Linked DNA regions of Mus musculus: regions 1, 2, 3 and 4 are each linked to region 5. A link is a contact called in public HiCAR-type, HiChIP or PLAC-seq and promoter capture Hi-C data. All regions are on one chromosome and are shown on one strand. The core of a region is the stretch at or near the end of the contact, and the rest is flanking DNA. Distances in the headings are between cores, read along the strand shown.

Evidence for each region. Promoter capture Hi-C pulls out the DNA fragments that hold promoters and counts their contacts. HiCAR-type assays count read pairs that join an accessible place to other places. HiChIP or PLAC-seq counts read pairs in DNA pulled down with a chosen protein or histone mark.
Region 1: an H3K27ac HiChIP or PLAC-seq map of embryonic stem cells shows a contact between it and region 5, with 4 times the contacts expected there. The contact joins the promoter of Papolb here to the promoter of Chst12 in region 5. A contact is called at or near these places in 1 of 39 promoter capture datasets (liver) and 2 of 115 datasets of contacts at active chromatin or transcription factors (astrocytes and embryonic stem cells).
Region 2: a contact with region 5 is called in an H3K4me3 HiChIP or PLAC-seq map of pro-B cells, with 4 times the contacts expected there. The contact joins the promoter of Tnrc18 here to the promoter of Chst12 in region 5. A contact is called at or near these places in 3 of 39 promoter capture datasets (the SN4741 cell line, cranial neural crest and pre-B cells), 1 of 484 Hi-C or Micro-C datasets (uterus) and 6 of 115 datasets of contacts at active chromatin or transcription factors (the 230-238 cell line, acute myeloid leukemia, astrocytes and 3 more).
Region 3: a contact with region 5 is called in a HiCAR-type map of astrocytes, with 3 times the contacts expected there. The contact joins the promoter of Fscn1 here to the promoter of Chst12 in region 5. A contact is called at or near these places in 2 of 115 datasets of contacts at active chromatin or transcription factors (astrocytes and embryonic forebrain).
Region 4: a promoter capture Hi-C map of liver shows a contact between it and region 5, with 6 times the contacts expected there. The contact joins the promoter of Radil here to the promoter of Chst12 in region 5. A contact is called at or near these places in 4 of 39 promoter capture datasets (the 3T3-L1 cell line, embryonic stem cells, hippocampal neurons and 1 more) and 1 of 115 datasets of contacts at active chromatin or transcription factors (astrocytes).

The regions. Positions count from the first base shown.
Region 1 is chr5:142,528,058-142,532,388 of GRCm38.p6, reverse strand. It overlaps Papolb (poly (A) polymerase beta (testis specific)), which reads left to right and starts at 2,313. Exons shown (of 1, transcript NM_019943.2): 1 at 2,313-4,331. The coding sequence starts at 2,503. All of the region lies in intron 2 of Radil (Ras association and DIL domains), which reads left to right.
Region 2 is chr5:142,815,148-142,819,794 of GRCm38.p6, reverse strand. Tnrc18 (trinucleotide repeat containing 18) reads left to right here and starts at 2,133. Exons shown (of 28, transcript NM_001122730.3): 1 at 2,133-2,523; 2 at 4,350-4,647. The coding sequence starts at 4,594. It overlaps Gm31365 (a long non-coding RNA gene), which reads right to left. Exons shown (of 3, transcript XR_377182.4): 3 at 3,803-4,647.
Region 3 is chr5:142,958,309-142,962,612 of GRCm38.p6, reverse strand. Fscn1 (fascin actin-bundling protein 1) reads right to left here and starts at 2,258. Exons shown (of 5, transcript NM_007984.2): 1 at 1,333-2,258. The coding sequence starts at 2,164.
Region 4 is chr5:142,549,488-142,554,328 of GRCm38.p6, reverse strand. It overlaps Radil (Ras association and DIL domains), which reads left to right and starts at 3,231. Exons shown (of 15, transcript NM_178702.4): 1 at 3,231-3,349.
Region 5 is chr5:140,503,991-140,508,982 of GRCm38.p6, reverse strand. Chst12 (carbohydrate sulfotransferase 12) reads right to left here and starts at 3,374. Exons shown (of 2, transcript NM_021528.3): 1 at 3,287-3,374. It overlaps Gm38728 (a long non-coding RNA gene), which reads left to right. Exons shown (of 5, transcript XR_001785006.2): 4 at 904-1,002.

The DNA of each region.
Region 1 (4,331 bases), core at 1,064-3,563, 2.0 Mb before region 5:
TGTTGAGTACCTATCTGGCACATAGATAACAAGGAAAGTTATCTTTCTCCACCTGGGTTCTGGATGGTGAAAAATTTAAAAACTTTCTTGATAATTAAAAAGCACATTTTGTCCCACATGTATTTGGGTCTGGATTATAGTGGATAAAACATTAAAAGTCATACCAGGTGTGGCACACCTTTAATCCCAGGACTCAGGAGATAGAGGCAGGAGGATCTCTGTGAATTTGAGGCCAGCCTTGTCCACATATTGTGCTCTAGGACAACCAGAACTATACAGAGAGACCCTCTCTCAAAGAAGAAAAAGAAAAGCAAAAAGAAAAGAAAGAAGCCGGGCGTGGTGGTGCACGCCTTTAATCCCAGCACTCGGGAGGCAGGGGCAGTCGGATTTCTGAGTTCAAGGCCAGCCTAGTTTACAAAGTGAGTTCCAGGACAGCCAGGGCTATACAGAGAAACCCTGACTCAAAAAAAAAAAAAAAAAAAAAAAAGAAAAAAGAAAAGAAAGAAAAGAAATCACATACACAGCTTAGTACAAGAGCATCTAGCAAAACCAAAGGAAATCCTACCTGGATTTCCATATTCACCAGGCATGGGCATCCCAGTCCTCTCCACAAATGAGCTCATAACAAAAATCAGAGAACACAAAAGGGAAAAATGCCCAGAAATTCATGAAAGACAGCACACTACAGAATTAGACTCTCGGAGACATTACTGGCTACTGAATACTAATGAATGCTCACCATATTTGAAGAGATGGTAGGATGAAAACAGTGTATCACCTCCAAAATAGAGACAGATGTTTAAAAGAACAAGAGAATTATGCTGGTTAACTTTAACTGTCAACTTGTCACAATCTAGAATCAACTAGAAAGTTCTTTTTTTAAAAAAATGTTTTCGCCTTTAATCCCAGCACTCGGGAGGCAGAGGCAGGTGGATTTCTGAGTTCGAGCCCAGCCTGGTCTACAAAGTGAGTTCCAGGACAGCCAGGGCTATACAGAGAAACCCTGTCTTGAAAAAAAAAGGTTTTCCAAGTTTCCAAGTTTTAATTATGTGTAAGCATGTGCCATCAGAGGCCAGAGGTATCATAGGGAACCAATCTCCTATCCTGGAAAAGCAACAGTGGTGCCTTCTCCTCCTCCCATCCTTCTTCTGAGCCACCTTTCCAGCCCTGGGAAGAGATTCTTAATGAGGAATTACCTAGATCCAGTAGACTTGTGGGTGTGTCTGTAGGGGACTGTCCTGAGTGTTCATTTACACAGGAGATCCAGCCCATTGTGGGCATTCCCGTCCTTAGGCAAGGGACCCTGGACTGTATAAACAGGAGAAATAGATAGATGGATGACAGGAAGCAGGCATGGGTACATTTGTTCTCACTGCTCTTGACTGAGTGTGATGTGGCTAGATATCTTAAGTTCTTCTCACCTTCCCTGTAACTGACGGTAACCTGGAATTGTAAGCCAAATAAACCCTTTACCCCTAAGTTGTGTTTTCGTTTGTTTTTTTTTTTGTCAGCAACAGGAGTGAAACTGGAACAATTATGCTACCAGTAACACAAAGGTAAGTATTTAAAAGAATATGTAAGTTGGTTCTCTCAGTGGTAGTGTGTGAGGCGCTTGGATCCCAATACCACAAAAGCAAAGAGTGCACTTCAGTGGTGCTTCAACTGCACACTATATATAACTTAAGTGAGAATGGAGAAGTGGGAGATCTGGCGTCACCCAGGAACAAGCACAGATCTGGAGCACGGGAAGAATGGGAAGGTTTATCCTGTATCCAAACGAAGAGAACAAAGAGAATGTCGGGAAGAGCATATTCCAAGCATAGGCGTGGGAATCTTCTAGAGGCCACAAAATAAAAAGGACTTCTTGCTCTGATGCAGGAAATCCAGCGCGCCCTTGTAAATTGAGTATATTCACCTTGCACGCACGCACACAGCAGTGGAACTGTGGGATACTGAGAACAGAAATCTGAGTATGGGCTGGCAGAAGACGACGAAAGGGCCATAGTTTTGGCTTGATGGTAACTTCTCAGCAGGAGCCAGGGAAAGTAGAAGCCACCCCAAGAAGTGACACCAGGCCTGATGAGAGCACCACTGTCGCCCTGGGCCTAGCTGGAGCATCCTCTGGAACCTGCTTGGGGATAGAGGACAGTGCATTGTCCCTCAAGAGAGACTTCTCAGAACCGGGCAGGCCGGGCCGGGATGGAGCTCTTCCGGAAGCCTTCTAGCGCGAGAATTTCCTCCAATCTCGTGAGAGCGGCAGCGGCATCGGCCGGTGCGTGCGTGTGCCGTCGGTTCTGGAACGCGACCGCTGAGGAGCCCGGCGCCATGTTGGCCCGGAGGGATACCAGGGGAAGCGCTTGAGGCGGCGGGCTCGGAGCGGAGCGGGGGCCGACAGGGCCGGCCGGCAGGAGCCCGCCCCTCGCGCCTTCGGATCATGAGCCGAGCAGAGGCCGTCGAGGTCGCGGTGGCGGGGCAGGTGCCCTGGCGGCGCGGGAGCTAGAGATGATGCCATTTGCGGTGACCACCCAAGGAGCACAACAACCGGCTCCCGCCCCGAAGCAGTTCGGCATATCGTCCCCCATCAGCCTGGCCGCCCCCAAGGACACAGACCGCGAACTCACCCAGAAGCTGATCGAGACCCTCCAGCCCTTCGGGGTGTTTGAAGAGGAAGAGGAACTGCAGCGCAGGATTTTAATTTTGCAGAAATTAAATAATCTGGTGAAGGAATGGATCCGAGAAATCAGTGAAAGCAGGAATCTTCCACAAGCTGTAATTGAGAATGTTGGGGGGAAAATTTTTACGTTCGGCTCTTACCGATTAGGAGTACACACGAAAGGTGCAGATATCGATGCTTTGTGCGTTGCACCAAGACACGTGGATCGAAATGACTTTTTCACCTCCTTCTATGACAAATTGAAACTACAAGAGGAAGTAAAAGATTTAAGAGCTGTTGAGGAGGCCTTTGTGCCGGTTATCAAACTGTGTTTTGATGGAATAGAGATTGATATTTTGTTTGCAAGATTAGCATTGCAGACTATTCCAGAAGATTTGGACCTACGAGATGATAGTCTGCTTAAAAATTTAGATATTAGGTGCATAAGAAGCCTTAACGGTTGCCGGGTAACTGATGAGATTTTACATCTAGTACCAAACATTGACAGCTTCAGGTTAACACTGAGAGCCATCAAATTATGGGCCAAATGCCACAACATCTATTCCAATATATTGGGTTTCCTTGGAGGTGTTTCCTGGGCTATGCTAGTAGCAAGAACTTGCCAGCTTTACCCAAATGCAATAGCATCCACTCTTGTGCGAAAATTTTTCTTGGTGTTTTCTGAGTGGGAATGGCCAAATCCAGTGTTGTTAAAAGAACCAGAAGAACGAAATCTTAACTTGCCTGTATGGGACCCAAGAGTGAATCCTAGTGACAGGTACCATCTTATGCCTATAATTACACCAGCATACCCACAGCAGAACTCCACGTACAATGTGTCTGTTTCGACCAGGATGGTCATGATTGAGGAGTTTAAACAAGGACTTGCTATCACACATGAAATTCTGCTGAATAAGGCAGAATGGTCCAAACTTTTTGAAGCTCCAAGCTTTTTTCAAAAATACAAGCATTATATTGTACTTCTGGCAAGTGCGCCAACAGAGAAACAACATTTAGAGTGGGTGGGCTTGGTGGAATCAAAGATCCGAATCCTGGTTGGGAGCCTGGAAAAGAATGAGTTCATTACTCTGGCTCATGTGAATCCTCAGTCGTTTCCAGCACCAAAAGAAACTGCTGACAAGGAAGAATTTCGTACTATGTGGGTGATCGGGTTAGTGTTGAAGAAGCCAGAAAACTCTGAAATTCTCAGTATTGATCTCACCTATGATATTCAGTCTTTCACAGATACAGTGTACAGACAAGCAATAAATAGTAAGATGTTTGAGATGGATATGAAGATTGCTGCAATGCATCTAAGAAGGAAGGAACTTCATCAGCTACTTCCAAATCATGTTCTTCAGAAAAAGGAAACCCATTTAACAGAAAGTGTAAGGCTGACAGCTGTGACTGACAGCAGCCTTCTCTTGTCTATAGACAGTGAAAACAGCATGACTGCTCCTTCACCTACTGGCACTATGAAGACAGGTCCACTGACTGGAAACCCTCAGGGCAGAAACAGTCCTGCTCTGGCTGTTATGGCAGCATCTGTGACCAACATACAGTTTCCTGATGTTTCCTTGCAGCATGTGAATCCCATAGAAAGCTCAGGAATTGCACTGAGTGAAAGCATCCCTCAGATTCCCTCACAACCTACCATTTCACCACCACCTAAGCCTAC
Region 2 (4,647 bases), core at 884-3,383, 2.3 Mb before region 5:
AGCATTTATTTTATTTCTTGCAATCAACTCCCCCCCTCCCCTAAGGCACACAGACACAATACCTCCTTTCTCTAACCCCCCTCTCTCCGTCTTTGCTCCTGCCGGTCCCCGGGCAGCACCGGTCGCCTCCGGTCGCCCCTGGCTGCCACTGAGACCCCGTCGCCCAGCTCCGAGCGCGCGGACACCGCCGCTCAGTTCCCCTCAGCTCCGGCTATTTTCGTTCTTTTCTCTCCCTCTCCCTCTCTCTTCTCCCTCCTCTCTCCTCCCCCCACCGAGCTCCAGCTTCTAAAAGAGGGCAGCCTAGAAACCAGCCCAGAAAGCTCCAGGAAGGGCAACTTGAAACTGCTCTCAAGAGGCTGAATTTTTTCCCCCCTTCAAATTTATCCTGGAATTAAATTAGACACCCCCAGCTCTCTCTCGAATCTTCCCTCTTTTTTTTTCCTTCTAAAAGTGGAGGAAAGAAAAATAGAACGGATGAGCACTAACTAGCTCATTAAAAAAAAACTCTCAAAAATTGCCTTAAAAATGGATTTTCTTAAAAAAAAAATAGCAGCAGCAGGAAAACGCTGAGTCCGCAGAGCAGGGCGAAAGAGCGGGCTTCTTTTGTTTTAATTAAAACCCTATAGTTGCTCTCGAGGTAGGATCTGCAAGGCTCTCTGTCTTTCCAAGCTTCCTTTCCAGGGTAGGTAATGCCTAGCTGGGCTCGGGCTCCGAGAGGGTGCAGGGGATCTCCCCACCCTTTAGAACGGGTCCCTTCGGCAAGGATCACACTCCCTGGGTCCCCAGTCAGGTAGACTGCCGTCGGCGGCTCCCTGCCACTTAACTTCGAAAGTTTTTTTTTTTTTTTTTTTTTTTTTTTTGCTGAAAGAGCAAAATAAAAGTACAAAGTCTGGGGGATTAGTGCTCCCCTCCCCCTCTGGCCGCCGTGGCCAGCCAAGCACTTTTGGGCTTGGCTTGCTTCCTCTGAGCTCAACAGATTTTTTTTTTTCCCTTTCCCGGTCTCGCCCTCCCTGGAGGGGGCGCGGCGGATGGAAGGCGAGAGAGGCCCCCAGCCAAGAGGTTTTTAATATTACACCTTAATAGGTTTCAGAAGGCCCCGTGGAGAAATGCTAATAGGGCTGAAATGTCAGAACCGAGAGGGATTCAGCTCGCGTTCCGCCGATCTAATCCTTTTTTCTGCTCTGGTTTTTCTTGGCGGGGAAAGGGGGAAGGAGGGGCGCCCACGCCAAAAGGGGCTTTGGGGAGGGGCGCGCGGTGCGCACTCGGCCGCAGAGCCCCACAGCCCGGGTTTCTATAGGAACCTTTTATAAGATGCAACTCACCGCTGCCGACCGCCGCGGCCTGTCCAAAATATTAATCAGTAAAGCCTTCTGACACCGCGTTTCAGGGAGGGGACCCGCAGGCAGGGGCAAAAGGAAAAAAAAAAGGCCTTGTCGCCTGCCTGCCCACCCCACCCGACCGCGACTGCTAGGGGGAAAGGGAATGAATCGCTGCTTTATTTTAAAAGGCGAGAGTGAGCGAGCAAGCGAGAGAGAAGCAGGCCTTGTTATTTTTCGTCTGAACCTCGCTCTTTGGAGTGGCACCCTAGAGAGGGAGCGCCGGGCGCGGGCGCAATGAGCAGCTCGCCGGTTCCCGGCTCTTCCCGGCTAGCTTGTCACCTCCTCCCGAAGAAGGAAGCTGACAGGAGGCCTTGCAATGCCCGGGATTGCGGCGACAACCATCTTCCTCTATTTTGATCACTCAGCCCAGACGCAGGAGGAGGGGCTGGGATGTGGGGGGAGGGAGAAGGAGAAAGAAGGGGGGGGTCTGCTGGAGCTGGTGTGGGGGAGGGCTGCCTAGAAACGGCTCGGAAAAATTCTCACCACCAGTTTTGATCATTCAGCCCCGCCGTGGGGAGCCTGGAAACTGCTGGAGCCCCGAGGTCCGTAATTGGTTTTATAGGAATGGCTGAGGGCCAAGGTGTTTACATGCGCGTGATGGGCGGCGAGCGGGACCAATGCGCTGCGGCCGGGGGCTGGCCCGAAGGGGGGGGCGGGCACCCGGGAACAATGCGTGTTTCTTCGCCTGCGAGGCTCCCCTCCCCCGTCCCCCTTAAGCCCCCCCTTCGCTTTTTTTTTTTTTTTTTTTTTTTTAGATCCAGCGAGAGGAACTTGAAAGGGGGGTTGTGTAATGTACCTTTTCCAATCCCGGGCTGTATATGGAGATTTGGGATTCTTTAAACCGGCGCTACCTGGATTTTATTAAAAAGCGGGGAGCTCGGCGGGAGGAAAGCTGGCTTTTCCGGGGGCTGCGGGAGCGGGGCCGCGGGAGGGCGGAGGAGTTGGCGCGCCGCGCGCCCGGCCCGGGGAGCGGTTTTCTACCAAAAAAAGGAAAGGCGGGCAAAAAGTGTGAGGCGGCTGCGGGTGGCGGAGGGGAGCGGCGGCCGAGGGATGGCGGGCAGTACGGGCGCCTAGCCGCGCCAGGAACCGCGGCGGTTGCCGGAGTCGCCGTCGGAGCCTGGAGCCCGGAGCCCCGCCGCGCCAGGTACGCTCCGGGCCCCGATGCTCCCCGAACTTGTGCAGCGTACCCCTTGGGTCCGCAAAGCAGAAGGTCCCCGAAACAGTCGGGGTCCCCAGAAGGGAAGCGGAGGGCAGGGATCAGGGGGAGAGGACGCATCGCTGCGCCTTGGACTCCCACCCGAGCTCTCAGTCTGCAGCACCGCCGAGGGCGGCGGTTCCCTACTTGGTTCCCGGCAGGCGGCGGGCTAGCCCGGGGACGCCGAGACGGTTTCGATTATAGGCTGTTTTTAATTAAAAGCCGGAATTCAGCCATTTTAGCTGCATTTAAGAGGGGAAAAGTAGAGAAGGACGCAGTGGAACCCCGCAGATAGCCACGCCAGCTTCTCGACCATGGCAAAGGCTGCTCCGTAGGGCTTCACCCCGACTTCCTTAAAGTGGGGCGCCTGGGCTCTGCCTTTTTCAAAACGCTGCCTTTAATGAATATTATCTTTAAGTGTATGCGGGAAGCTCCTGGCGCCTTTGAGACAAGTATCCCGGGCTGTGACGATCCTAGATTTTTTCAAAAGTAAACGCGATTCTGGTAACCAGAGCCTGATAAAGAGCGAGGGCGGGCGAGAGGAAGAGGGGGTGTTGTAACCAAAGCCACGTTAAAATAGGCGTCCTTAGCAAAGTTGGGGGAAGAGGACTTTTGGGTCTGGGCGTAGGGCGGCTGGTCACCCGGGAGCTGTGGCTTAGTCTCCGTCTGCTAGAGCGCCCCGGTTCTCCCGGAACCAGGGGGTCTAGAGTAGCCTGGGGCTGGTAGTCAGGGAGGGAAGGGTGGGCTCTCTGAGACCTCCCTACCCCCTCGGGAACAGGAAAGCGACAGATCTTTTAAACAAACAGCTTAAATAGGACTTACAGGAGGGTTTACCCGATGCTGGGGAGGCGCCCCTCCGCTGGCCCGCGCTGTTAAGTTATTTTTTTTCCTTTGTAGGTTATTTTGGGGGTGTGTGGGTCACAAAGCTAGGGTAGAATTGAGATCTTTGGAGACCCCTTCTTTCTTCTCTGATGATCCCCAAATCCTCCACACCAAGCCACGTTCTCCGGGCATCGGTATTCCCAGGCCCGGGCGTTGGAAAATGAAACCAAATCTTGTTTTGAAGGAGTCTTTTTCCAGTTCACGGGCGAGAATGCCACGTCTCGGGGACTCGGATTCTGCGACTCCCAATGGCCCAACGGGGGCAGCAGGAGGGGGGCGGTGATCTTCCTTTAAAAATAAACCCGTTTCGTATCTGACCTTGGTAAACAACAACAAAAAGCCCCTAAACCGAACACCCCTTTTATTATTATTATTATTATTCGCGGCTCACAAGGAGAAAAAAAAAAGGGAGACGAGGGCCCTAAAAAGGTTAAACATTAAACTTTGCGAATCAGATAGTTGGTATGGCGTTATGGACACATTTCAACCAACTCAAAAGCATTCGAAGTTTTAAACCTCCAGAGCTTGTGACGCCTGAAAAATAAACTACGGGTTTGGATTTAGCTGAACGGGCGCGGTCTGTTGAGTGGCCTTCCCCAGTTAGGGAGAACTTCGTAGGCAAGAGACGGGGCTGGGACACAGCGAGCCGGGCCGCTTCCCTGAGCCACGTCCCTGGGAACCCTGAACTGCTGGAGGAAGGACCCTAGGTTTTCGCATTTCGAGGAGAGGGGGCGGCTACTCCCGATTTTATTTCTGGCCACCAGCTCGGTTCGCTACTCTCCTACCCTGAAGGGCGAGGCGACTTTCTGAAACTTGTTTTCTTTTTTTTCTCTTTCCCCTCCCCTTTTCCCCCTTCCCTCTTCTGTGTCTTCCGCGGTCTTCCCTCACCAAAGATACCGTGTACGCCTCCTTCCTCATCTCCGCTCAGCCGCCCGGAGGGGACTCACCGCGGGCGGTTCATGCGCCCCGGGCCGCGGGCCCGTGGTTGAGCGCAAGCCCCGCTGGCCGCCGCCATGCACGCCGCGGAGCGCCCGCCACCCGAGGACACTAGGACTACATCGAGGCCGAACTTTTAAGTCCCACTGAAGCAGGCCGGCGGGCCGGGTGGGGAGGCTGATCGCGGCACTCCCGCGGAGGATGGATGGCCGAGATTTCGGGCCCCAGCGGTCCGTCCACGGCCCCCCGCCGCCG
Region 3 (4,304 bases), core at 1,009-3,508, 2.5 Mb before region 5:
TCCCAACCAAGGAAGCGAGATCTCACAAGCCCCTACCAGCAGGCAGCAAAGACCCTTTGAAGAGTCGGGGGTACGCCAGAAAGGAGGCGCCTACTTGTACCATGCCCATGCCGGTCGGAAATGGCCTGCCAGCCTGCTGGAGGCCCTGGATGGGGACAAATAGAGCTGCAAACGGTTGTTCCCAGCCAGAGAGGCCTTGGGGACCGGTTCACTCGAGAGTAGAGGCTTTTGGAGGGACACTCCGCCGAGTGCCGGACCGCAAGGCGTGCATAGGAGGGCAGGGAGGGCGCCTGGCGCGCAGCCACCCGCGCCACGCCGCCTGCCAGCCGGGGTGCGAAGGAAGAGCCAGGCGGCTTCACTCCGCGCCTTCTCAATGAACCCTGGACCAGGGACAACGCCTGGAGGGTTGGGGGTGGCTCTTCCGCAGAGGGACCCGCCTAAGCCGATCCCCTCCCCCAGCTCCGCCGCATCTGGTTTTCCCATCTGCAGAGCCTTAGCAGGACAAAGGGGACGAGGGAGGGCCCAGCCGTGGCGACCCGCCCCCCTGCTCACAAAGGCCGCGGCCCGGAGCGCCAGGCCTTAGCGAGGGGAGATGGAGTGGGGGAGGGGAAGCCCCTACGGACAACCCCACCACCACCAAGAGTCGCAGGGCCGACCCCGCCCAGCACACCCCGCCGGGATCAAAAGCCCCTCCAACCTCCTCTATCTCGCCATTTAAGGCGGGGAGGGCAGGGGTGACTGTCCCCTGGCCCTCCAGCCAAAGGCCCGCGAAACGGGAGAGGACGCACGAGGAAATGAACAAGGGGGGGTGTAGGGGGAACCCTTCCTCTCCAAGACCTGGGACAGCCTATCCTAAAGAATCGGCTCATGAATGGGGATGGCTCAGACTGGGAAGGAAGAGGAAACGGAGAAGATCTAAGCTAGGTCTATGGAGTCCCACGCCCCCAGCCGGGGGGGGGGGGGGTGGTGGTGGACAGTATTGCTTTAGAATGTGTTAGGCCTTACCCACTTCCCCACGTCACCTTCTCCCAGCAGAAGAAGCCTACGTCCTGAACAGAGGGGTGGTACATGCCTTTATTCCCAGCACAAGAGACAGGAAGGAAGATTTCTGCGAGTTCGGGGCCAGCCCAGTCTACATAGCGAGTTCCAGGATAGCCAAGGCTATCTGGTGAGATCAGATCTTTCAAAATAGAAGCCCACCTCCTCATGGCGGAGCCCAGAGGCCTGTGAGCCTAAAGGGAGCCCAGGAGGAAATAGGGAAATAGAAGGAGTGCAGAGATGCTTTTGTGCACTGGGTCAGGACCCAAGGGAGGGGACATGTCCCCAACTCACCCTGGCGCGTGGACACGTTCCTCTCGTTGGCCGCCTGCAGCACCACCTGAGCGCAGCTCTGTTCCAGGGCGAAGAGCTCATCTTTGCCCACCTTGGTGGCCTTGCCAGCCTTGAGGGTGCCGCTGGGCCCGGACGGAGCCAGGTAGCGACCTTCGCAGTCGCGAAAGGCCACCTTGCCGGAGCGGAACTCCAGCGTGAAGCCCGTGGCGGGCTCCGGCCGTGCCACAAGGCGCCCGTCGTGGCGCAGGAAGCGGTGGTCGGACGTCTGCACACTGTAGCGTTGGTCCTGGAAGGCCAAGGTGATGAGCGAGTCGACGCCCCAAGGCACGTCGCGGTCTACCGCGATCTCGTCGGCCGGCCGCGCGCTCAGATGCGCGTAGCGCTTGCGGGTAACGCTGTAGATGTTAACCTGCGGGTGCATGGCGATGTGCACGCTCCACTTCTCGGCCGGCGACACGCTCTGCGCGAAGCAGGACAGGCGGTCCTCGGTGCCGCCAAAGTAGCGCCGGTGAGCCTCGGACTGCAGCGACCAGCGGCCGTCGTCGTGCGCCACGACGAGAAAGCGGCAGTCGCCGTCGGGCACCTCGCGCTCGCAGGTCACGTTGCCGTCCTTGTCGGCGGCCAGGTAGCGACCCAGGTGGCTGCGCAGACACACGGCCGCGCTGCCCGCCTCATCGGGAGGTTGCTCCAGCGTCCAGATCTGCTTCTTTTTCAAGCTACTAGCGGATGCGTTCACCTTGAACCCGAACGCCTCGGCTGTCAGGTACTTGTTGCCGCAGCTGATGAGCCCGAACTGAATCTGCACAGCCTCTGCCGTGCCGTTGGCGGTCATGGTGGCGGAGGGCGGCCCGGTGGCCCCGGGAGCTTGGATAGCTGTGCCCGACCTCCTTTGTTCAACACGGCTTAGCCCGCTGCAGTTCTCCACAAAGCCAGCCCGGCGGCGCCCAGGGTTTTATAGGAGGATGACGTCACCGTGGCCACGCCCCTACCCGGGCCTGCCGGGGAGGGGGCTCTGCAGCGCGCGCCCGGTCCCCTGCGCTTCCCCGGAGTGTTTTTCTGGGGTTTAAGACCGGGTTTCACTCTGTAACTCAGACTAGGCTTGAAGTATCTGTGTGGCTCAGGCTGGACTCGAACTCATAGCAGTCCTTCTGCCTCTGGCCCGTTCGTGTTTGCTAGTCCATTTAACTGTTCCTCCACAGTCGTGCTCTGCAGTAGTTGGCTGATCTCCAACTTTCTCCTGCTCTCTGAGGCCATCCTGAAACACCCCTACCCCCAAACCCAGTCGATGGGAAGGACCAGGTTTAAGATAATGATCCCTTCAGGATGGAGGGAGGGTCCAGGGTGTACCAGGAAGTAGCCTTAGAGCCGGTCCTTGAAGAAGCCAGAGACGCCAGAAGGGTCTGGGGTAGAAAGGAGGTTAATTTCTAGAGAGGCGCATGCAGAGCCCTACCTGCCCCGCCCGCCTCAGGGTTTTTCAAGGCCTTGTAGCCTGGGCCTCCTGAGCAGAAACCGAGATTTCTATTCCCGGGTCAGCATAGAGTACAGCCACCTTGCTGACTCTAAATAAATTGTGGTAACTGTGGCCCAAGTCAGTGGCCCACAAAAGTCCCTACTGTGGTGATGCTCAAGCCCCGGGGTGCTGGTCTACCAGGAAGCAGGGTAGGTAAGGCAGGAATAGTGGTCTCTGTTTATGAAGACATCAGAAAAGCAGGTCAGCTCCCTAGAATGGCACAGCCCCAATGTACCTCCTAACTGCAGCCCCTCAGGGTTCCAGACCAGAGGGACATTCCCACAAACACCACCTCCCACCTCCCACCACACACCACCCCACGTAAGAACACTTCCCTTTGAGTTTCTGGAGGACTGAGACTTCTCCTGGGACATTCCCCACATGCCAGGCAGGCCCCTGGAATGCTGGCCCTACCCCAGGCTGCCCACAAGATCTGGGCCCCTGGCCCTTCCCAGCCACAGGCTGGGCAGGGTACTGAAACTGACCAGTCTTCACGGTGATCTGTGTCCAAACGCATCTCTGTCCCAGGCAAACCCCTCCAGCGACCATCAAAGGGGAAGGGGAGATGGCATGGCTTTCCCATCATCAAAGGTCAGTCCTGACAAGTCCCTAGAATCCTTGCTGGGACATCTAGTTCCTCCCTTAGAGGTCACAGGAAAGGTCACCAAGTTCGCGGCCGATAGCCAGCCATCCTCTCCTGCTGTGGGACTTTGCACAGGTTACTCTCACTCTCTGAGCTCTCCTTCCTCTGTAATAAAGACACATATTCCTGGGTACAGTGAGTCACACTTGTAATTCCAGAACTTGAGAAGCAGGGACAGGAGGATTGCTTTGAGTTTAAGACCAGCCTTGAGGGAGCAGGTCAGAAGACTGGAAGCAGTAACAGCCAAAACCCGATACTGAGGGTGCCCTCTCTGCCATCCGGTACTCTGTTCAAACCTGTTTAACCCAGAGCATCGCATCGTGGGCAGAATCGGACAAGTTGGCCTCATTACACACCAGGCTGTTAAGGTTAAGTCAATGCTGCTATGTGTCAGGGCTCCGTGAACGCTCTGTATTGATTAGTCACTGAACTTCACGTCAGGGCATGGGCGTGCTGGCCATCCGAGAGCTTTAGGCTTAAGCTATGGGGGATGCCTGGGTGTGGTAAGGCAAACGCCAGCACACCAGAGGTAAAGGCCGGAGAACCGACAACACAAGGTCATCCTAGGCCTCTGAGATGACCTTGAATGCCAGGCCAGCCTAAGCTATATGAAACCTTGCCTCAAAAACCCAAAGCTGGGAGCTCGGAGGGTAAAGGCACGCTCCCGGGCTGAGGGGCTGAATTTAGTCTCTAGACCATCATGATGGAAGGCAAAACCAACTCCCTTAAGTTGTCCACTGACCCTTCCCATACTGCCCCCTCTCACTTCATGTACACACACACACACACACACACGTAAATGCAAAAGAAAGGCCAGTT
Region 4 (4,841 bases), core at 1,982-4,481, 2.0 Mb before region 5:
CGTGAAAGCCTGGAAGTGTGGCTCATTCTAACCATCTTGGAGGTTAGAATCATGTAAGTAACACTGGATTTTTGTCTTTCAGGATAAACAGGAATTATCTGCTGGTTTACAGGGCTGGAGAGATGGCTCAGCAGTTAAGGGTACCAATTGCTCTTCCAAAGGTCCTGAGTACAAATCCCAGCAACCACATGGTGGCTCACAACCATCTGTAATGAGATCCAATGCCCTCTTCTGGTGTGTCTGAAGACAGCTACAGTGTACTTACATATAATATAAATAAATAAATCTTTTTTTTTTAAAAAAAGAAGAAAGAAAAAGAAAAGAAAGCTGGTTTACTGGGATGAGCCATGTGCTCCCCTAAAATTCAGATGCTGAAGTCCCAGTACCCCGGAATGTTATTGGAGGTGGGGCCTTTAAGGAGGTAATTTTTAGTCGTTTGCAACTGTCTTCATCACTTTTACATTGCTGGACAGAAACAACTGAAAAGAGGAATACTTTCTTGGCTTATGATTTCAGAGATATCAGTCCTTGGTCACAGGCAGAGCATTGCATTTTCGAGCAAACCCTCATGAGGTAACAGAAAGAAAGCAGCAGACAGAAAGTCTTCAAGGATGACAATCCCTCAAAAGCCTGTCCCCGCGACCTGCTCCTTCTGGCTGGGCTCACTCTATAATGTCTTTACAGCCTTCCGAAATAACACTGCCAAATGCTGGCCACACCTTTGAAACGTAAGCCCAGGGTGGATGTTTCACATTCAATCCACTACAGGCCACAGATCATCAGTCATTTAGTACGTAAATAAACAATCTTAGCTGTGTCCCAGTAAAACTTTACAAAAAGTAGTCCAATCTGGCTCCCATGCTGTATGTAAGCAAACAATTGTAGCTGTGTCCCAATAAAACTTTATTTACAAAAACTGTCCAACCTGGTTCCCAAGCTGCAGTTTGGGGTTCTCTGCAGAGACAGGGGTGGGAAGTTTGGAGGTGGGACTTGGGTCATGGTCTGGGATGTGGCAGAAGGAATATCCAAGCCTGAACCCAGCCTCTCTTCCTAGCTCTGATAACTGCCTCTTCAGGTTTGTTATTGTTTGTAGGAAATTGTATGGAAGTATTCTAGTATATTGTTTGGTTACAGCCTCCCAGGCTGAGGTGCATGAGGAGGCTGGTGTGAATGGGGTGGTGCCCTATAAGGGTGCCCTGTAAGGGTCTATGGGGGGCCAGTGAGGTGGTTCAGCAGGTAAGAGCACTGACTGCTCTTCTGAAGGTCCCAAGTTCAAATCCCAGCAACCACATGGTGGCTCACAACCACCCCTAATGAGATCTGACGCCATCTTCTGGTGAGTCTAAAGTCAACTACAGTGTACTTATGCATAATAATAAATAAATCTTTTTTTTAAAGGTCTATGGGGAGGGTACTAGTTCATCATATAGACAAGCCAAGTCTTAATTGACCTTCAGTCAATGGACTTCTGAGAGACACTACATCCTCAGGAAGAAGTTGAATAGTGGGAACCTTTTAAGAGTTAGTGTGTGTATCCGAGCTGGGCTGGGTAAAGCCCCCAAGCATAGGACCTGACAGAAGAGGTGCTCTGTAAATGTCTGTCCCCTTCCCCTGGTCTCAAACATGGGGCCATTACTTTACAGCAGCGGTTCTCGACCTATGGGCCACAACCCCTTTTGGGATTGCATATCAGGTATCCTGCATACCAGATATTTACATCCCAATTCATAACAGTAGCAAAATTATAAAGTAGCAGTGAAATAATTCTATGGTTGGGGGTTACCACAACATGAGTGTTTTAGTTAGGGGTTCATTGCTGTGAAGAGATGCTATGACCAAAGTAAAAGAAACATTTATCTGGGCCTGCTTACAGTTTCAGAGGTTCAGTTCATTATCATCATGGTGGGAAGCATGGCAGCATCCAGGCAGGCATAGTGCTGGAAGAGGAACTGAGAGTTCTGCATCTCGATCCGCAGGCAGCAGGAGGCTGACCATATGTCATACTAGGTGTAGCTTGGGCATAGGAGACCTCAAAGTCCACCCCCACAGTGACACACTTCCTCCAACAAGACCACACCTCCTAATAGTGGCACTCTCTATGGGCCAAGCATTCAAACACAGAAGTGTATGGGGCCATATCTATTCAAACCACCCAGTGAGGAACTGTATTAAAGGGTTGCAACATTAAGGAAAGTTGAGAACTACTTCTCTACAGTATAGTTCTTGACAAACTGCCCACAAAAAGATATACTTCTCGGGTTAGGGTGTGCAGTTTGAGATCACTGAACATACCAGAGAGAAGTCAAAGCAAAATACATTATTTGGGTCAAGGACCTAGAGCTGATTTGGTCCCATTTTGCATGGTTTAAAGTTAGTCTGCCATAATTTGACTTGTGTTTTTAAAATTCTGGCTGCTTAGGGTTGAAGTGATTCAGTTGGTAGAGCATTTGTATTGCATACATGAGGCCCTTGGTTCGATCCCCAGAACTACATTAACTAGGCATGGTAGTGCAAGCTTGTAATTCCAACACAAGGACAATGGAGGTAATAGCATCAGGAGTGCAAGGCCAGCCTTGGTCACATGGAGTTTGAGGCCAATCTGGCATCTATGAGACCCTATCTAAAATGTAAAATAAAATTCTACGAAGGATACATTAAAATTAAAGAACTGGGGTTAAATGCTGACAACACACACTATATACACGTATGCAATTGTCAATGAATAAATAAAAATATATTCAATAAAATAAAAGTCTGGCCTTCCTGTCCCTGGTCAGTTTCATGCATATTCAGTTATGTACCTGTCCATCTTTGTCCACCCCTCCACCTTCGTCCACTAACTGGGGTGGAGGCCAAACACCACCTACTTGATCATAGAGTACACAACCCCAAAGCAGGGGGGCCCAAGAACAGGCCACGCCCTTCTTTCCTGCAGCCCCGCCCCTTGAGATACCACGACTCGACTTTGGGAAACTAGCCCCGCCCCCTTGCCGAGGCCACGCCCACTCAAAGGCCACACCTCTTAGAGAATCGTTCTTACCGTTGGGGACCAGAAGGGGGCGCTAGCGCACAGCCTATCTTTCTCGGTCGGCCAGGCCCGCCCTAATACATGTGACCCCGCCCACTCGAGGCTCCGTCTCTGCCCATTGGGCGCTGAGGTGTCAAGTTTCTGTTCGTCTCGCCCGACTCCCCGCCCTTAGAGGCTCCGCCCCCAGAGGCCCCGCCCCTTCGGAGGCCTCGCCCTGTCCGTTGCGCGGCCGGCAGGAGGCGCTTCGAGCCGGGCGCCAGCTCGGCTAACGGCGGGCGTGGGAGCCGCGCGCGGGGGACGCAGCTGACAGGCTGCGCTGAGGTGAGTGCGGGGCGCGAGAAGGAAGGTCAGCAGAGGCCGAGGATGGCCCAGGAGGTGCGGCTGGGCCACTGCGGGGACCCGCGGAGGGTGCGGAGACCGCGGGCTGAGACACGGGTGGCGGGGCACGCGCTGGGGCGGGGCCGCGCTGGTCACGGTCCCCACGGCGAGTCCGGGCGCGATGGAGGCAGGCTTGCTCGGTTGCCATGGAAACCGGCGAGCGCACGGGGCCTGGAGCGGCCCGGGGGAGCTGCACCTGAAGGCCGGGTGGGCGCGGGTTGCGTGGCCCCGTGGACTTCCAGGGGCAATCCGGGTTCCGTCACTCGTGGCCAAGGGACCTTTCCAGGCCTCAGTTTACCTGGTAGTGCTTTGGAGGTGCAATCTAACCTGGAACAACCCGAAAGAGCTCAAGGCGGGAGTCCCGCACTCGCCCACCAGGATGGTGGTGACACCCCCGCCTACACCCGTCCCGCATCGCGTCTCCTCCCCATCGGTGTGCCCGCGAGAGGCATTGTTTCTCCAGCTATTTCTGTATCATTTCCAGCCAGTCCCCCGACAAGTGCCGCGCCTGAGACAGATGCTGAGCTGGAGCTCCGAGGCCCTCAAAGGGATCTGGCTTCTGTCCCTGGGGAGCCCTGGGATGGGGGCCTGACAGGCTGCAGACCTGCCCGGCCCAGCCTCTGTCGCCTGTCGAGTGTTTGGTTAATCTGAATTACCAAAAAGAATTTGATTACTGGTGTCTCTCGGTGCTGCGGGCCACCTCTTGTGCATTCCAGAGAGGAGCTTCTCTTTAATCCTGCTGGGAGAAGTCAGTCCCTTTTTGCTAAGTGACTAGCGGCCCAAATGAAACCTGATTGAATTATGCTTGCCTTTAAAGCCGCCCTCCAGCTGGAGCCATAAAGATAGGATTTGTGGATGAGGGGAGGAGGCTAATGCGCCGTCTGCAAAGTTGACTGCTCAGTTTTTCTTCTGTTGGAATGATAATGTGTTCCACATTGTCCTGTTGGAACAGAGACGTCCCTCCACCCATGTCAGCCGTCGTTGACCTCACTGCCTGCCTGGTCTCTGTGACTTAACCTTACTTTTTTTCCTTTTCTTTCTTTTTTCTCTTTTCTTCCTTTCTTTTTTTCTTTTTTAAAAAAGCAGAATCGGAGAACAAGAAAAGAGACAATTTCTGAGGCAGCCACGGCGAGAGCCCTGCGTGTACTCTTGACTCTCTGGGACCTGAGCTGTCCTCAAATGTTTGTGTGTCAGAGGCGAGAATGAGGCAGAAAAAGGAAAAGACAGGTCATACTTCCAGAAAAACAGATCTGGTTACCCAGGGCGTACTCGCCTCTGTAGGACTTTCCCTGAATTCCAAGTGGCCTTTTGAGAAACATTTTTGTCCTGTGTGGACAAACAGGCTCCACTCTTGATTCTGTGATTAGGAAGGAAAGAGGTCTACAAGCCACTCAGGGCCACCTCAGGGCCCACTCTTTAGTGGCCGTGGGGAGGA
Region 5 (4,992 bases), core at 2,125-4,624:
CGAGGCTCGAGGGCAGCCCTTCCCCCACTGGCACTGGGTCTGCTGTTGCTTCAGAGTTTCTAAATAGTTTTTGCAACGTCACTGGCTAACAGCAGGAAGTATTATGTGAGAGGGCGGGCTATTTCCAGCCACATCTGTGGGCCAGCGACAGCCATCAGCAGGGGCTTACACACTAAAGGGGTGTGAAACTCACAGCTAGCCCCTCGGCTCCAGTTCCTCCTTCTCCAGCTCCTCCTTCTACCTCCTCCTCCTCCTCCTCCTCCTTCAGCTCTTCCATCTCTTTCTCCTCCTCTAGCTCCTCCTGCCTCCACCTCTCCAGTACAGGGATTATAGGCACACACCATGTTCTGGCTACTAAGTGAAGTGAAGACCTAAGCGGCTGAAAATGGTAGTCCAGGGCTGAGGGCACGGCTCAGCTGGCTCACCTAGCACATGCTGGGTTCTACCTCTAGCACACATAAACCAGGTACAGAGCGGCTCGTGCCAGTAACCCCCGGACTTGGGAGGCACAGGCAGTAGAATCAGGAAGGAGGGCAGGGTCAACTCAGCTACAGAGGAAAATGAGGCCAGCCTGGGTTACATGAGACCCTGTTTTAAAAACTATATAGTGGTCCAGGCATGGTGGTGCACATCTTCAATCCCAGCACTTGGGAAGCAGAGACAGGCTGATCTCTGAATTCAAAGCCAGCTTGGACTATAGAGCAAGCTCCTAGACAGCCAAACAAAAATGTGTGTGAGTGTGTAAGTGTGAATGTGTGTGTGCATGTGTGTATGAATGTGTATGTGTGTGTGTGCATGTGAATGTGTATGTGTGTATATGGATGTGTGCGTGCGTGCGTGCGTGGTGTTTTCCCACCTGATTTATTTCAGTCTTATGAGTAACCAGGCTGTTTTCCCTCACAGTACTTTCTGGCCTGGCCTTCCTAGAACACAATCACCGCCCCACCCAGCTCCGGTGATCATGTGGTACTGATCATGAACTGAGTCCACAGGCATCTAAGTGTGAGCATCCCTTCTGCCTGCCCCTCTTCTCTTCTCTTCTCTCGGGTTTTCCCAGACTCTGAGCCCAAGCACGCGTGCCTTGTGCTGGAGGTCCTCAATGTCACAGATTCTTAGCGTCTACAAACCACACACTTTCCCACGTCTCCTCCACCACCCAGTGCAGTGGGGGTGGGGACCAGCAGGAACCTGGCTGCTGCTCCCAGACTTGCATTGCTTCTTTCTTCTGCCCAGTTCTTACTGAATCGTACAGAGAGCCTCACTGCCCAGAGAAGCCCTGGGGGAACTCTGGCTCTGCACCACCTCCCCTAACCACTGAGCCACACCCACAATGTCATGCACTGCATCTCCCTACACCCCAAGCTTCCCTGCCCTTCCCTCTAGCATCACGAGTTTACCTCTGACAGACCTGGTCCTGGTTCCCATCACACCTCAACTGCAATCTCCAGCAATGGAACCTGGTCTCCAGCAGGGCATAAGGCTCTTCTCAAGCAGAAATCCGTCCTCCCAGAGCTGGGAGAATGGCCGAGTCGGTACAGTGCTTGCCACGCAAGCACACGGACCTCAGTCCAGATCCCCAGAACCAATTAAGTGCTGTGTGCCTGAAACCCTAGGCCAGCCAGCCTTGCCAATTGGTGAGCTCTAGGCCAGTCTGTTTAAGAGCAAGGACATGGCATTCCTGAGGACGACACCCAACGTTATTCTCTGACCTCCAATGCACCTGCATACACACATGGACATGCACACAACTCCTTGCCCGCCCCTCCAGAAACTAGTCTTTCCCCCACAGGCCCCACCCCTCATGAGCACAGCAACTCAACGTCTCCTGAATTAGCTGCTTCCAGTCTTCAATGCTAAGGGTTTCTTTTGTTTGGTTTCTTTGAGACAGGGTTTTATGTAGCCCAGGCTAGACTTCAACTGTAGACCCTCCTGCCTTCACCTCTTGGGGATTACAGGTACGTGCCACCTTTCCTGGCATTCTCTTTGCATACCGCAAACGTCTTTCATACACTTGGCACTCAAGTGGCCCTGAACCAGGACGACCTGAGCTACCCAGGGCCCATGGTTCCCAGCATTCCACCCAATATGGTGGTTTGCCCTTACAGCAGGAAACTGAAGATGCAGACCCACGAAAGCGACATGACAATACGGGTACAAGCAAGCTCAGCCCCAGATCCTAGCAAGGAAATTAAACATGAAGGTACAGGCAGGCCCTTTTGTAATTTTTGTGTTGTTTTGTTTTAAGTCTGAGTCTTACCCTGTAGCCCAGGCTGGCCTGAACCTCACTATGCGGCCCAGGCTGCCCTCAAACTCACAGCAATCTTCTTGCCTAAGCTCACAAGAACTGGCACCACGCTCCACCTTAGGCAACTCGCTCCACCTTAGGCAACTCGCGAAGTTGCAGTATCATACCCAGCACATAGCAGTTTCCCAACAATCTTTTTTCTCTCCTTCACACCCGGAAACAGGGCCCTAACTCATGTTACCTAGGCTGGAGCCACACGGTGCTGTCCCAGCAATGGAAGGCTCACAGCCCCGTTCTCCCCCGAGGGTGACATTCCCACTCAATTCCGGGGCTCCCAGCGCAGCGTGGGATTATAAAATAAATAATTTAAGAAGGGTGCAAACATTACAGCTCTCTGTGCGACAGCTAGGCGGATGTGCGGAAGGAACCCAAGGTCTGCCAGCGATGTCTTCGTGGCCAGAAGCCCAAAGAGAAGATAGGTCCTACTGTTAGCCACTAATGCGCGGCTTCCTGTGGCCCACCAGGCATGAGGCTGCTGCTGGGGGCACCCGCAGCAATGCACAGGGCAGGAGGATGCTCAGTAGACTGGGGTGAGATGTGGGGCCAGTGCTTGCTCGGTACAAAACCTGGCTTCGGAGACAGCCTCCTGCAAGGTCTGGCCGGGACACTGCAGCACAACAGTCTCTGAACAATTGCTTTCTCGCCTGGACACCCAAACAGCCAGAGGCAAAACTGGGAAGGTGTTTTCCCAACCTCCGAGCCAGCCGCTACTACTGCAAAGGAGGTCGGCCAAGTGGCCACACCTTCCTCCACGCATTCTGCAGGGCTGCACAAGAAGATGGCTCAGAGAAGGTGCACGCTTGGCTAAGGTTACACAGCCAGCTGGACAGAACTGGGATTCGAACCCGGGACCACGTGGGAGCTGCCTAAGCCAGGCAGAAGGAGGTACCAATCTGCATCGCCAAACCATGGACCATCGCCCCACCCTAGGACTCGGGACTCCTACGCACCCCTCGCTCTGCTCGAGCCTGCGCTCCTCACCTAGCGCCCGCCACAGTCACCGCCGCTGCTGCTGTTGCTGGTGATGCTGATTCTGCAGCCGAAATCGCCTCCTCCCGCTAGCAGCCCCGCCCGAGGCGCGGCTCCGCCCCCAGGCAGACCTCCCTCCATCCTCTCGCGAGAGCTAACGAGCGGGACTACGCCCGTTCTGGATGCGCTTGCGCACTTCTCCCCGTTCCTGCCCTCGCCAGCCAGTGCCATGTGGCACCTTATTTACGGCCAGAGATTGGTCCCACCCACCATCCCTGAGCGTCCCGCCCCTTTTGCAGCAACCAATCCGGAGTGGGGGCGTGGCTGATCTCAAGGGGCGTTGCCTGTCTCGCAGTTTGAACTTGCAACGTGGGCTGTGCAAGCTGACAATCCTGTCAGAGTTTATGGGGCTTAAGAGAGACCATGCAGGTAAAGCTCTTAGTGAGAGCCAGGCATGGTGCAAGCTGTCACCGCAGCTACTTGGCAGGGGGGAGGGAGGAACGGGAGGGGCTGAGGCAGTAGGATAGGAAGTTCCAGGTTAGCCGTACTTAATGAGAGCCTGTCTCAAAAACAAACAAACAAACAAACAAACAAGGTATGGGGAGAGGATTCAGTGGGTAAATGAGGTGCTCGCCTCACAAAGGTGAGAAACTGTGGTCAGATCCACAGAACCTGTGAACAGCCCATGCTCGTGAGCCAGGCTCCGTGGTGCTTGCCTGTATGGCAAGACCGGGAGGCAGAGAGAGAGTCTGGAGCTTGCTGGCTCCCTAGCCCTCTCTATATGGTGAAGTTTCAGACAAAAGAGAAGCTCTGTCTCAAACAGAAGTTGGAAGGTGCCTGAGGTTGTCCTCTGAGTCCCACATATCACACATGAGGTGCACACATGCACCTGCAAAAGAAAGCTAGCGTGGTGACGCACACTTAACATCCCAGCACTGAGCTGCCTTCCCAAAGCAGGGGACTGGTTCCGAGCCAACGGGCTCTCCCAGTGCCTAGGGTTAGAAGCCTCTTTCTGTAGCAGTATGACACAGAATGGCAGAGGACAGAACCTAGGAAGATTTATTATATTCTGGTGGCAGATGATCCCATCTTACTAACTAGGATTCAAAACCTACAGCTGAGTCCCCTGGGTTGCCATGTGTGCGTGTGACCTGCTCAGGCTGCTCTAACTGTAACACAGACCCAGCCTCAACTATGGACAGCTCTTTTCCTAGGGTTCTGCAGGCCAGATGCCAGGAGTTGAGGTAGCAAGCAGGCTGGTTCTTGCAGAGAGCCCTGCAGGAGCATCTTCCAGCCCTTCTCTTTACCTCCCTTTTGCGTACTTCAGCCCAGATTTCCATTTTCATAAGGGCACAGCCAGACAAGATCAGGACTATCCCATGACCTCATTTCATTACCATTCTCCTGGCTCAGTCTCCAAATAAGGTCATCTCTAAGGCACTAGGAGCTAGAGCACCAACATCTCTTTCCTTTTGGGGCTGGAAGATAGAACACAATTCAATCTATAACTGTAAGTTCGAGGGCTCAGGTGTGGTTCAGGGGGGGTAGAATGCTTGCTCTGCCCTGGGCTCCATCTCTATCAATGTATAAACAAGGCATGATGCCACACATCTGCAACCCCAGCATTCAGGAATTGTAGGCAGTAGGATCAGAAGTTCAAAATCATCTGTGAGCCAGGCGTGGCGGTGCACACCTTTAATCCCAGCACTCGGGAGGCA